2 separate regions of the Danio rerio genome follow, and region 2 is linked to region 1. Evidence: chromatin contacts called from public Micro-C data. All regions are on one chromosome and are shown on one strand. The core of a region is the stretch at or near the end of the contact, and the rest is flanking DNA. Distances in the headings are between cores, read along the strand shown.

Evidence for each region. Hi-C and Micro-C count contacts between places; a contact is called where the count stands out from the background.
Region 2: a contact with region 1 is called in a Micro-C map of caudal fin, with 3 times the contacts expected there. The contact joins the enhancer-like site here to the promoter of abi2a in region 1. A contact is called at or near these places in 2 of 18 Hi-C or Micro-C datasets (caudal fin and an unstated tissue).

Annotation. Positions count from the first base shown.
Region 1 is chr9:13,877,253-13,883,619 of GRCz12tu, forward strand. abi2a (abl-interactor 2a) reads left to right here and starts at 3,148. Exons shown (of 10, transcript NM_001076586.2): 1 at 3,148-3,264. The coding sequence starts at 3,148.
Region 2 is chr9:14,017,900-14,023,906 of GRCz12tu, forward strand. raph1a (Ras association (RalGDS/AF-6) and pleckstrin homology domains 1a) reads right to left here. Exons shown (of 15, transcript NM_001366728.1): 3 at 1,086-1,205; 4 at 638-740. The coding sequence starts at 1,205. Among named protein-coding and RNA genes, the nearest start is that of raph1a, 88 kb to the right of the region's middle. Within about 2 kb of position 3,057, at least 6 of the 62 cell types and tissues checked have an H3K27ac peak or open chromatin away from gene starts, as enhancers often do. A contact at or near this core is called in caudal fin, where this site is marked.

The DNA.
Region 1 (6,367 bases), core at 1,898-4,397:
GAGAGACAATTTTTTTCTGAGGCGGTACTTGATGAAAAAAAATTTGAGAACCACTGATTTATATAACATAATCTAAACAATAGAACTACAACAAGTAAATCAAGAAACATAAGAAAAATATAAGGAAAAAATAATAGCCAAAAAGTATGCGGTAAATAAGATAACTAGGCCTACTTTTGTTTATAGTATTAGCATACATATTGCGCTATTATTATGTCATGATTAGTGCTAAAGCTCTTCAGCCATATGAAACCTGACATTTTGATTCATCGTTTTAGAGATTTTTAAATATTTGATTAAGCATTGCAAAATACAGTACAATTGTAAAATGGTATTAAAACTCAAACAAGCTGTTTTTTCTATCTTTTTAAAATGTCATAATTAAATTAATTCCTGTGATGACAAAGTTAAATGGTCTTTCATTAATCACTAACGTCTCATAAATCACTAACTCTGATTTGCCAGAGAGACAGAGAGAGAGAGAGAGATGATTTTCTCAAGCCACCATAAATGTGATATAATAAATATTATATTATTTATATTTACACACACACACACACTTTTTTTTACTGCTATCTATTGTGTGTACTGTTTTTTATTATATATGTTACTTTTTATGTAAACTCTATAAATGATTTGGCAATTCATTTGTAACATTTACTTTGACTTTGGCATTTCTCACAACACTATTTACATTTGCACAACAATTAATGCATTTCTCAAAACAATTAGTCATTTGTGGACATCCAGCCTGATCTCACGAGAAAACGTAAGTATTTTAGGTTTTGCCAGTATAGTGGCTAATTCGTACGAATTCGCAGGAGTTCAGTCGTACGAAATTGTACGAATTTAAAAAGGAGGCGTGGCACCTAACCCCACCCCTAAACCCAATCGTCATTTGGGGGTGAGCAAATCGCACTAATTAGATCGTACGAATTCATACGAATTAGCCACTACATCAAAATGTTACGAATTGCCGTGAGATCATAGTAGCAGATTCTCATTCCTTCCAACAAATTGCAAATGCTTTTGGACATGCATCAATTGCTTTAATACAACACTCTGTCTGCTGTTTGTAAAATTATAATTTGCTTATGTCATGTCAGTCAAAATTAACTAAACTTGTAAACGCTGAATAGTCATTCCACATAAAACTAATAGTCCTCATTTCATTACTTGAGTCCTGACATACAAAAATGTTGAACTAGTTGTCAAAATCTGTAAAGCAAAATTTGTTTAAAAAAGAATTCCTTGAAAATGTCTTCCAAATTTAACAATTTTATGAACGATTTACAGACCTATGCATGCTGTTCAGTATACTGCAATATTGTTTACAGTTGTGCACAGGTCTACTCAATGAAAGTTTATGTTTGTTGTAAATAAGGGTGTATTTATTCTTTCGCACAATGGTGTGAATAAATTAGAATTACAAAAAGCATATGCAGTAAAAATATTAAACATTCATATTCAGTGTCTTGCACTCACATACCTCACTAAATGCAGTGATGCATCTTTACATCTCTACATCTTTACTGTAGTTTTCTAATGGCTGTGCAAATAGTATCTAGTGCTGTCTTGAGCATTTTCAGGAAGTGTCACCAAAATCTGACTTATTCAGCATTGGAAAATATTTACAGAGTAAACTCTCATAATGAAAACATGACAAAGACATTTGACTATCATGTTCATAAACAATGGTGGCAGGACTTTTCATCTTGATGACACTGACACTTTCATTGACGTGAATACTTGCTTTTGGGGAATGAGCTATCCATTTTGAGCAAGTGACTTACTTTTGCAGGTTATCAAATAGGTTTTGCAGTTTGTAATAATTGTTTTGAGAAATGTATCAACCGTTTTGCAAATGTAAATAATGTGAGAAATACACCAAAGCCACTGACAACATTAAATGGAATTGAGAGAGAGAGAGAGAGAGAGAGAGAGAGAGAGAGAGAGAGAGAGAGAGAGAGAGAGAGAGAGAGGTGTAAACCATGACCATAATGATGATAATACATTTCAGACAGACAGACAGACTGGATGGATGGATGGATGGATGGATGGATGGATGGACGGACGGACGGACGGACGGACGGACGGACGGACGGACGGACAGACAGACAGACAGACAGACAGACAGACAGACAGACAGACAGACAGACAGACAGACAGATAGATAGATAGATAGATAGATAGATAGATAGATAGATAGATAGATAGATAGATAGATAGATAGATAGATAGATGATGTTCTTTTGTAATTTTTGAACATCTATATAAAATACAAATAAATGAAAATGTTGATCTGCAAAAACATTCATCAAATTGTTTGGATGTTTGTTTTCTAACAGATCATGTGACATTGTAAATAATGATCAAATCAAACAAATAAATTACATTTTAAAACAAAGTTTTCACTATTGACACCTTTATATTGATATAATATTTATCTTTTCACTCTCTTTTGAACAAACAAATGCAACTTGATGAGCTAAAGACCTTAAAAATCAGCACTATTAATCAGAATGAAATGAGTTTATTGAGCATGCTTCATAGTTCCACAACAAATTGATCACATCAACTTAATTGTTTTCTCAAATTTAAGTAGGTTCAACATAAAATAATTAGGTTGTCCCAAAAACAACTTAAGAATTGTGTTGTTTCAACTTATTTTAAATAAGTAGTTTAAACAAGCAACAAAAGTAATTTGAGTGATCAGCCATTTTTGATTGCATGATGTATAATAATCCTAATATTATATTATATTATATTAATTATATTATATTATATTATATTATATTATATTATATTATATTATATTATATTATATTATATTAATTATATTATATTAATTATATTATATTATATTATATTATATTATATTATATTATATTATATTATATTAATTATATTATATTATATAATATTATATTATATTTTATCATATTATATTATATTACATTACATTACATTACATTATATTATATTATATTATATTATATTATATTATATTATATTATATTTCAACTTTTCGCCATAGTAGGATTGGTAGACGCGCTTCCCTGCTTTCCCCAAACTCAACGGGGAGGTGAAGCGGCGGTACTTCCTGTCGCTAGTTGCGCGTGGAGGGAGAGAGAGGGAGATGTAAAGATGGCGGAGCTGCAGATGCTGCTGGAGGAGGAAATTCCAGCGGGTCGCAGAGCGTTGTTGGACAGTTTCACCAACCTTGACAGAGTCGCCGAGTACTGCGAAAGTAACTACGTACAGGTGAGCGGCGAAGGAGTACGCATTGTATGTGTTTGTGGAGTTGGGGAGGCTGGAAGTGTGTGTATGTGTGTGCGGTGGTTGTTGATCATCTGTTGAGGCTCAGCGCTAAGTACGTACAAACAACCGCGGCTTGTCCGTGTTCAGATTAACTATAAAAGTTTATGACACTCGTAGGTGAGGCTTTAAACTAAGCGGTGGCTACTTTTGGAGGGCTTGAACTTCTGTGTGCAGTGATTTGAGCGTGTAGGTAGGTAGTATTCAAGTTACATGATCATTGGGGAAACTTTGCTCTGTCAATAATGAATGCGAGTGAAGCAGCTGACAGCACTGTTCAAAACAACGCGGATAAAATTCAAATCATTTAGTCTTGTAAACGTAGACCTATATTGTGAAAATAGACGACACTTAGCTGATTGTAACCACTTTGAAGTGAAATCTTGACATGCTGTTTGAAGCATATTGTAAGTCTAAACATTACCTTTAGATTATTTTTTGTTTTTATTTTTGTCTAAAATTTCAGTCAGTTTGTAATCTGTAAATAATTCGTATTTTATATGCTTTTTGGTACATTGCAATCATAACTGTTTTGGTGCAATCAATACTGGGGTGATAGTGTTTTTGACATGATGGTTAGTAGCATATCATGTTTTTGGATTAGTATAAATTTCAAAGCAATTTCTTTAAGTGCTGGATAATTGAGCAATTCCATGCAAATATCAACCTTCCCATAAAAAATAGGTTTTTACCAAAATAGACATACAGTTTCTACATTTTTTTTTGTGTAAGTATTTTACAGTACTTTAAAAATACTCAGAAATGTCTCTGTCAATGTTTTCAAACTATTATATTTGATTTACCAAAGTCACACAAGTAGCAATTTTACATCTGTCACATCCATAACGGAGAGGCATCTTATCCATAATAAAGCTTTTCTCTCAAAAATGTCAAATAAAATGAAATCAATAATTTTTGTTTCATACTGAGCCAACTCTTATCTCTTTGATTAACATTACTTCTTTTGGGTTGTACAGTTAGTAGTAGTATGTTATACTGTAAACTCTGCTGACTTTTTTTGCATGTTAACATTTAATGCATGTTTATTTTCTTCTTTTAAAATTTAAAATGTATTTACAGATTGATATTTTTCTGTTCCCATAACGCTGTGGTTAGTTGTTTTGGAAAATATAAACAGATGTTTCGATATTATGTTAACATATACTTTCTATGTGAATTTATGGTTTGAGTTTTTACTACAATTGTCACATCCATGATTCTGGAATTGCTCAATTATGTTTTTTTTATGGGTGACTGAAGAGCCATGCAAATCTTTTTGTCTGTTTTAGATTTTTTTTAAAAATTCAATGGTAAAATCTTAATTTAATCTATATCTCCTGTACACTTTTTCTAAACATAAAAATGCAGATAGAAGCTGTGATGACATTAAACCCAAGCATACAAACTTAATGCAAATGAATTAAGCAAATTGTTAATTATAGAAAGTAAACTTTATTTTGTAGCCTCCATTTTTTCCTGTAATATTCACAATATTCTTTGCACATCTGCTCATACATTATATACTTTACATAATTGTAAAGCAATTTCTATGCCTTCATCTTTTGACTTATATCCAAAAGCAGTTTTTGTGATTCTCAGCACTGATGTATGCAAACTCTCACTTAGGAGTTTGTTAGGAGCAATATTTTTTTTAATAGCAAGGGCCAGTTTTTAAATATTTACATTATGGGATTTTAGAACAGAGTTGTGAAGGAACAAGAGTAATGAGAATGTCATTGAAGCAGACCTTCTGTCACATTTTCCATCCTGTGCTCTTGTAAATTGTGTATTTGGACATGGAATTCTCTGTTCAGTGTGATCAATGAATGTCTATATGGGTAACTAAACTATGCCACCATCTGGAGCTCACTACATATAGGCAGCACAGCATACAAATAATGCTCTTCACATGAAGACTACTTGCGTTTTATTATCCTATATTTAAGCTAATGATGTTTTATGATTTAAAAAAAGCACATAATAGGGATGGGATGATAACCGTTTTCAAGGTTTACTGTGGTTTGAAAAAGTCAGTTTTTTTTCTAAACCGCAAATCTTTTCTGTTATATCGTTCCTGCAATATATATACAGATTTTTTACTTGTTAAAGACTTGTAACTTCATCCAAGCATGCTTTGGACCCGAACAGTGTTTTTCACTGCCTTATTTATATCCAATGAAAAGAAAGATATTCAAAGATGCATTTTCAAGTAAAGAAATCTGTGCTTTTGAAACGAATGAAGAATCAATGATTTATTTTAATTATTTTGACATATTTACTGTTCCAAAATATTGAAATATATTGTGTTCAATGGGGAAAAAGTTGTTGTTGTTACCTAGATATTTAAAAATAATCAGTATACTATAATGCCAATATTGCTATATTATATTAATATTACTAAGTCAGAATATCTACTATTTTTAATCCAAGGTTAGCACAAAATCAGTTTTATCACATCATTTTTTGCTGGGTTCCAGGACATGTTGGACTTTCAGGCAATGAGCGAGCTGATGCAGCTGCTAAAGATGCTTTGAAGCAAGTAGTGATCAAATGCCAAATTCCTCCATCAGAGATGAAACCTTTTATCAACGCTTGCATTTTAAACAAGTGGCAAAAGGAATGGGATGCATTAGAAAACAATAAATTACATGAAATCCAACCTGAAATTTCACACAGAATTTAAAGACATTTTAACAATCGATTTGATCAAGTAGTTTTTACCAGATGTCGTATTGGGCATACGAGAATACCACATGGTTTTTTGCTCCAAGGTGAAAACCCTACCCTTACTGGACTGTCCTGCTTTTACTAATTCCAGAAGCCTTTTTTATGAAATGAACTCTTTGAAGGACATTTTTAACAAAGTGAAAACAGAAAAGATTTTAGAATTTTTATCATGTATTAACACAAAAAATCTTATTTAATTTGTTTTTTTGTTTGTTGATTTTTAAATTGTATATTTATTGTTGAAAGATTCCTGCCATGAAAATAGCCTTGGTTGCTGATATGGCATTAAATAAAAAAATACATTACATTACTAATCCAAGGT
Region 2 (6,007 bases), core at 1,807-4,306, 140 kb after region 1:
TTAATTTGTACATCATTGTGAGTTAGAAAAGTAGAAAAGATTAAATGAAACGCTAAAAAAAATGTAAAATATATTTTTTGGAAGGATGCAATAAAACGATATACTGTAACACTTTAGACATTTGAAATGTTACAAAATACTTCTCATTCCAAAGAGATATTGTTTTCTTTTGAAATCTATAAAAACCTAAGTAGTTTAAAAATGTAACAACTAAGTTTTTTTGATTGTATTAACAGATGATTATGACAGATCATGTGACACACTGAAGGCCAGATTAATTGCCACCTTGCCTATTATATATTAAAAAAGTACTAAAATAGAAAACCGTTACAGTGTCTTAAACAGTAACAATCTCTCAAAATGTTGCAGTTTTACCTAAAAATAAAATACTTAGCATTAGAAACTTTTTTATTAACATAAAAAAAACTTAAAATTTCACTGAAAATTTTGCATTAAAATGAAAGCCTTACTGTATATACAGTAGTTCCCACTTGAGGTCTTCGTGATTTTTATTACAAACAAATTTATAACAGCCCTCCTCCAATTACATCAATATTAGTTTAATAGTGACAATGATGTTATGATAATAACACAAAAATATAAATGAAGCATCTTGTATTGTACTGTGTGACCTCACCGTTGATGTTGTAAACGGAGAAGCGGTAGGCCATGTTGGCCATGTTTGAATCTTGTCTGAGAGGAGCTTTCTGCACCTTCTCTGGTCTCCCGTCATCCAGACTCTAAAAACAACAGAGCGATGAGATAACAAAATACAGGAGTTTCACCTGTAATAACACTAAACAGGGATTTGAGGATCTGATTAATTCAGAAAAATACAGATTATCAATGACGCAATTTAATCCTAATACACCTTATTGCATAACATTTAAAACTATTGCATCACGATAGAGTAATATATTAAAATGCATCTACCACAAATTAATTGAACGAGTGTCAGATTTAACAATCAAAGACTTAATGACATCACAGACCTGATCTATGCTGTCAACCGTGACCAGTATGACATTATTAGCATCAGCGCATTAACAGGACACAGATTCACAGTCCTCATCTTTTAGTCTCACCTTTGTTAGTTTGTCCAGCTCTCCAAGCCACGCTCCAAACATTTTGTCCAAGTCCTGGTCCTCTTTATCGCTGTCCTCCTCCGCAGCATGATCCAGCTCGTCATCTGAAAACTGCTCCATCTGAAACACAACCAACATTGTACAGATGTTTACATTTAAAATGCAATCTGAGGTATCATTAATGAAAAAACAACTGTGTAGGTTTAATGATCATTTTATAAACATAGAAAAAAATGCCAACAAATCGAGTTTTTATCAATAAGCTTCATGACTTTTGGACTTTATAATGCTAGAAACAAAATCCATGCAAAAAAAAAAAAAAAAAAAAAGATCTGTCAGGAGACATATAAATTAAAATAGGTGTGAATGTGAAAATAGATTAGTTTACTGACGACCACTGAACCAGTAAAACATAAAAACATGACCAACAGGCATTTGAATGCACATTAAAAACCTTTATGAACACTTTTAGACCTAAAATACGCTTGGTCAATTTGAGCTTGTACCTATATATATATATATATATATATATATATATATATATATATATATATATATATATATATATATATATATATATATATATATATATATAATTTTTTAAAGTTATTTATGCTGATATAGGCCTGTCACAAAAAGCAATTTTTGTTGTGCAATATATTGTCACAGAAGTTTTTGCAATAAGCAATATTATTTTCATTTTTAGATAAAATCATGGCACTGATTATATAATAATTACATAACAGCATAATAATGCAAACAGCCATAAACATTTTATAATACTTATTATTCTTAAGGTTATTTAGATTTCATAATTAGACGTTAAAAAGGTATAGTATATATCTATATATCAACGGTGAGATAGAATGTAAACATCATTGTAAAATGACTTTCATTTTTTTGGTGAAATTGTAAACATATATTGCTGGGGTAAAAATTATTGAAGTTATCTCCAAGTATTGCATGATAAGTCAATATATTGATTATTGTGACAGGTCTTTGTTGATAGAATAACAACAGTAAAAAAATCTATCAATTTAAATTAAATGTAACGCACACAATAATTAAGAAAAGTCATGGGTTTTGTTTCCACAAAGCAATTCGTTTGCAAAAGTTTAAAATGGTCAAACAATGACATTGGTAGATCTGGTGTTAAGTCTGCGATCAATAAAATCGTTAATAAAAAATTGTAAGTTTTAAATTTCAATAAATTGCTTTCTTTTTTACATAATAACCTAATAATAAAAAATGACCATCTTATCTTTATCTTCATAAACAAAAATGACAAAAAAACAGACAGCACAACTATTTTAAACAATAATGTTTTTTCAGCAGTAATGTAGACCTTGTGACATTATACACTGGAGTAATGGTGTAGAAAAGACTCGTTCTGACTGTTTCTCTGGAAATGCTTTATTTATAACTTACTGTGTGAGTTTCAGTAAAATGTTAACATTTTTTATTCTACAGAAGTCTATTAACGCTTTTCCAAATTTCAAATAAAGAGGTTTTGATTTTAAACAAAAAGACAAATGACTATGTGTTGTGCTTGAAAATCAAGGATATTCCAGCAAATATTGATTTCTTAACTCTAAACTTTAAAAAGATGCTCTAAATGACAACATTTTGATTTTATATTTGAAGGATATGCATATTTAATTTACAAACTAAAACAAAACAGTTTAATCAAACACGTATAAATGATAAATCCTGAGAAACTACGAAACACTTCGGAATTCAATGGCTACTGGTTTCCAACATTCTTCAAACTATCTTCTGTGTTTAACCACAGAAAGAGATTTTGAATTTGTTTTGGAACAAGTTAAGGGTGAATAAATGGTGACAGAATATCCATGTCTTGGATGAACTATATCTTTAATCTCAAGTGCACAGGGCCTTTACTAATGCCTCAGATTTATAATCAGACGCTGCTCTGAAAATGTAAAACACTCTGGTTCCCTCTAGTGGCCAAGATGACACAGAACCACTGATATTGTATAACAAAAACCACCTCACTATCCAACGTTACTCATGGACAGTGTTGTCAGTCACTATTGTAAATTATGAAGTAATTAAGTAACATCACAGCCACAATTTTTCTTTGAACTCAGAGTATGAATGATTAATTGATAACAAGACTCCAAGCCTGTAGAATCTCTCAATAAGCAGGGCAGATGGAGACCTGGTGTGTGTACAGTACATGTCTGTGGAACACATCTGCATAGATCAGTGTCTTCTTATCAGATGGTTTGGAAATCTTCCTTCCTGGCTGTAAATGGCTGATTTTGGCAAGCTTAGCACAAACACAGTTCAATCGCTGTTACAACACAGAGCCAATAATGCTAATGTTTCAGTACCAAACATCAACATAACACTAGGTTTATGGCACAGCAAATTTTCTTTTTGAGATAATTGTTGAAGCTTTTACCGCAACTTACATTATCACAAAATTGCCAGAAGCTGCAAAAAAAGATTACTTTAACAGTTTAATTTAAAGAACTTTATCCTTTGTGCATTGGTTTATTGTATATACAGTAAATAGTAAACACGTTTCAGACAAATTTTAAGAAAAAATGATAAAACACAATAGCTAACTCTTTACAATAAGGGCTTTATAATAAGTAAGCTGCTCCGTTACAAATGTTAATTTCATTAGTTATTAAAATGTTCTCCCTGCATTCGCGTGGGTTTCCTCCGGGTGGTCCGGTTTCCCCCACAGTTCAAAGACATGCAGTACAGGTGAATTGGGTAAGCTAAAGTGTAAGTAGTGTAAAAATGAGTGTGTGTGGATGTTTCCCAGAGATGGTTTGCGGCTGAAAGGGTAAGTTGGCGATTCATTCCGCTGTGACGACCCCAGATTAATAGAGGAACTAAGCCGAGAAGAAAATGAATGAATGAATGAATTAAATTCAATTCAATTCAGCTTTATTTGTATAGCGCTTTTACAATGTAGATTGTGTCAAAGCAGCTTCACATAAATGGTCATAGTAACTGGATCAGGGTAGTTCAGTTTTTAATGTTTAAGTTCAGTTCAGTTTAGCTTAGTTCAGTGTGGTTTAAAGTCATTATTGAGAGTCCCAACACTGAAGAGCAAATTCATTGATGAGTAGTTTTTCATGAATGAACAATGTTGGAAACTGGTAACCACTGACTTGTATAGTAGGAAAAACAAAACCTAAGTTAATGGATACAGGTTTTCAGCCTTAATCAGATATGTGATATGTGAAGGGTGAGTAAATGGAGACATAATTTTTATTTTTGGGTGAACTATCTCTTTAACTTAACCTTGGAATTATAGGGTTTTATCTGCATTCTCAATGGTTTTGAGATATTGAGCTTCAAAGTTTCTGAATTTCATATAGCAAACAGTGAGTGTGTAACATTTGTTGTTAAATTAAAAAAAATCTTAAAATGTAAACAAAACATCCCATAATGTAAATAAGTTTCCGTTTAATAAGAATATGCCAATATCTATTTTTTTGACAAAAATGTCAGATGCAACCTTATAATTCTAAGATGTTGTTATGTTATTACATGGCTGTCTGGAATACTTAATTCTGATTGGTCAAGTCGCTACATTTTAAGATATGTTACAGAGAGTGGGATTTTGTCATTACTGTACAATGCATTCTGGGAATTAGAGGCAGGTCAGACTTTATTCTGCAACAACAACTACCAGGATAGCCTTTATATACAAGATCAATAACATAAATAATAATAATAAGGTTATGATGACATTCTCTGTTTCACATAGTGAGTCATTTGGTGATATGCATTTCATAGCTCCACACTGTAAAACAATTTACTTTAAAATTAACAGTAACCAACTGGCAAGTTTGGTTGAAAATTTACAAGTGCACTGCAGATAGATGAATACAATTTATTGTAAAGTTTACAGTAACTGTTTACAGTAACTGGCCGTTTTGACTGCATCAAAATTAAATTTAACAATTGTAATATAACAATACAGCATAATTGTAATTATTTATTTATAGAGTTCTTGTAAATTTACAGTTTTACTGGCAACCTAAATTGTTCATGTATTTAAATGATATTTTTCTATTAATTGTATTATAAGACTTCAATCATTTGCTGCTGCGATGAACCCCACTAAAATACACTCTTAATAATAAGAATATTTTTCAAAACCAGAGTAAAAGTTAAGATAATACATTTATACAGTGTTTAAATGACCATGATGATATGCTGGATGATCATTATTATGATATATTGTATGACTGAATGTTAGCACATGCCTAGAGAGCACACCGTTTATATTCAAGCCTCGTTGAACAAAATAAGCACTGTTACACTGCATAACAGAATGGGAATAATCCTCTTACATTATTAAAATTCTTCTCCAGTACTTTGGTCTGAAAATATCCAGTCACTGGTGAGGAAACCTCGTGGACAGACTGTACCAGGCCACAGAAATCTCCACCGTGAACGTTACGGAAAGAGAAGGAAACTAAAACTAGACATGGGCTATTTACAGTAGTTTTGTTGGAACGGTTTCTAACCCGGTCGTTCTGAAGCCAGTGTGGTAGGTATGAAATGCAGAAGGGGGTGAACATTTCAAATCTGGCAACCCTGTAATTGTGGGTCAGTCCTTCTGAAACATGCAGAGGGAAAGTGGGCAGTGGGGTGATGAAGTGCTGGCCAGATGTTGCAGTGTTTAGACCTTCATCACAACAGCCGGCAGGATCATTTGAGATGGAGAACAGAGAGCAGAGACCACTGCAAACCTCTTAAACATGGCAGCACAGCTGAAGAATTATCAACAATGCCTCAATACTTTTACAAATCACCATCTTTACAGTACACCATACAGAAAAATATCAGAAAAGATAATACTGTTATGTACACTACTCTTATGCTCATTCATTTGATTAAAACATGGTAAAAAGCAGGTTTAATTATTA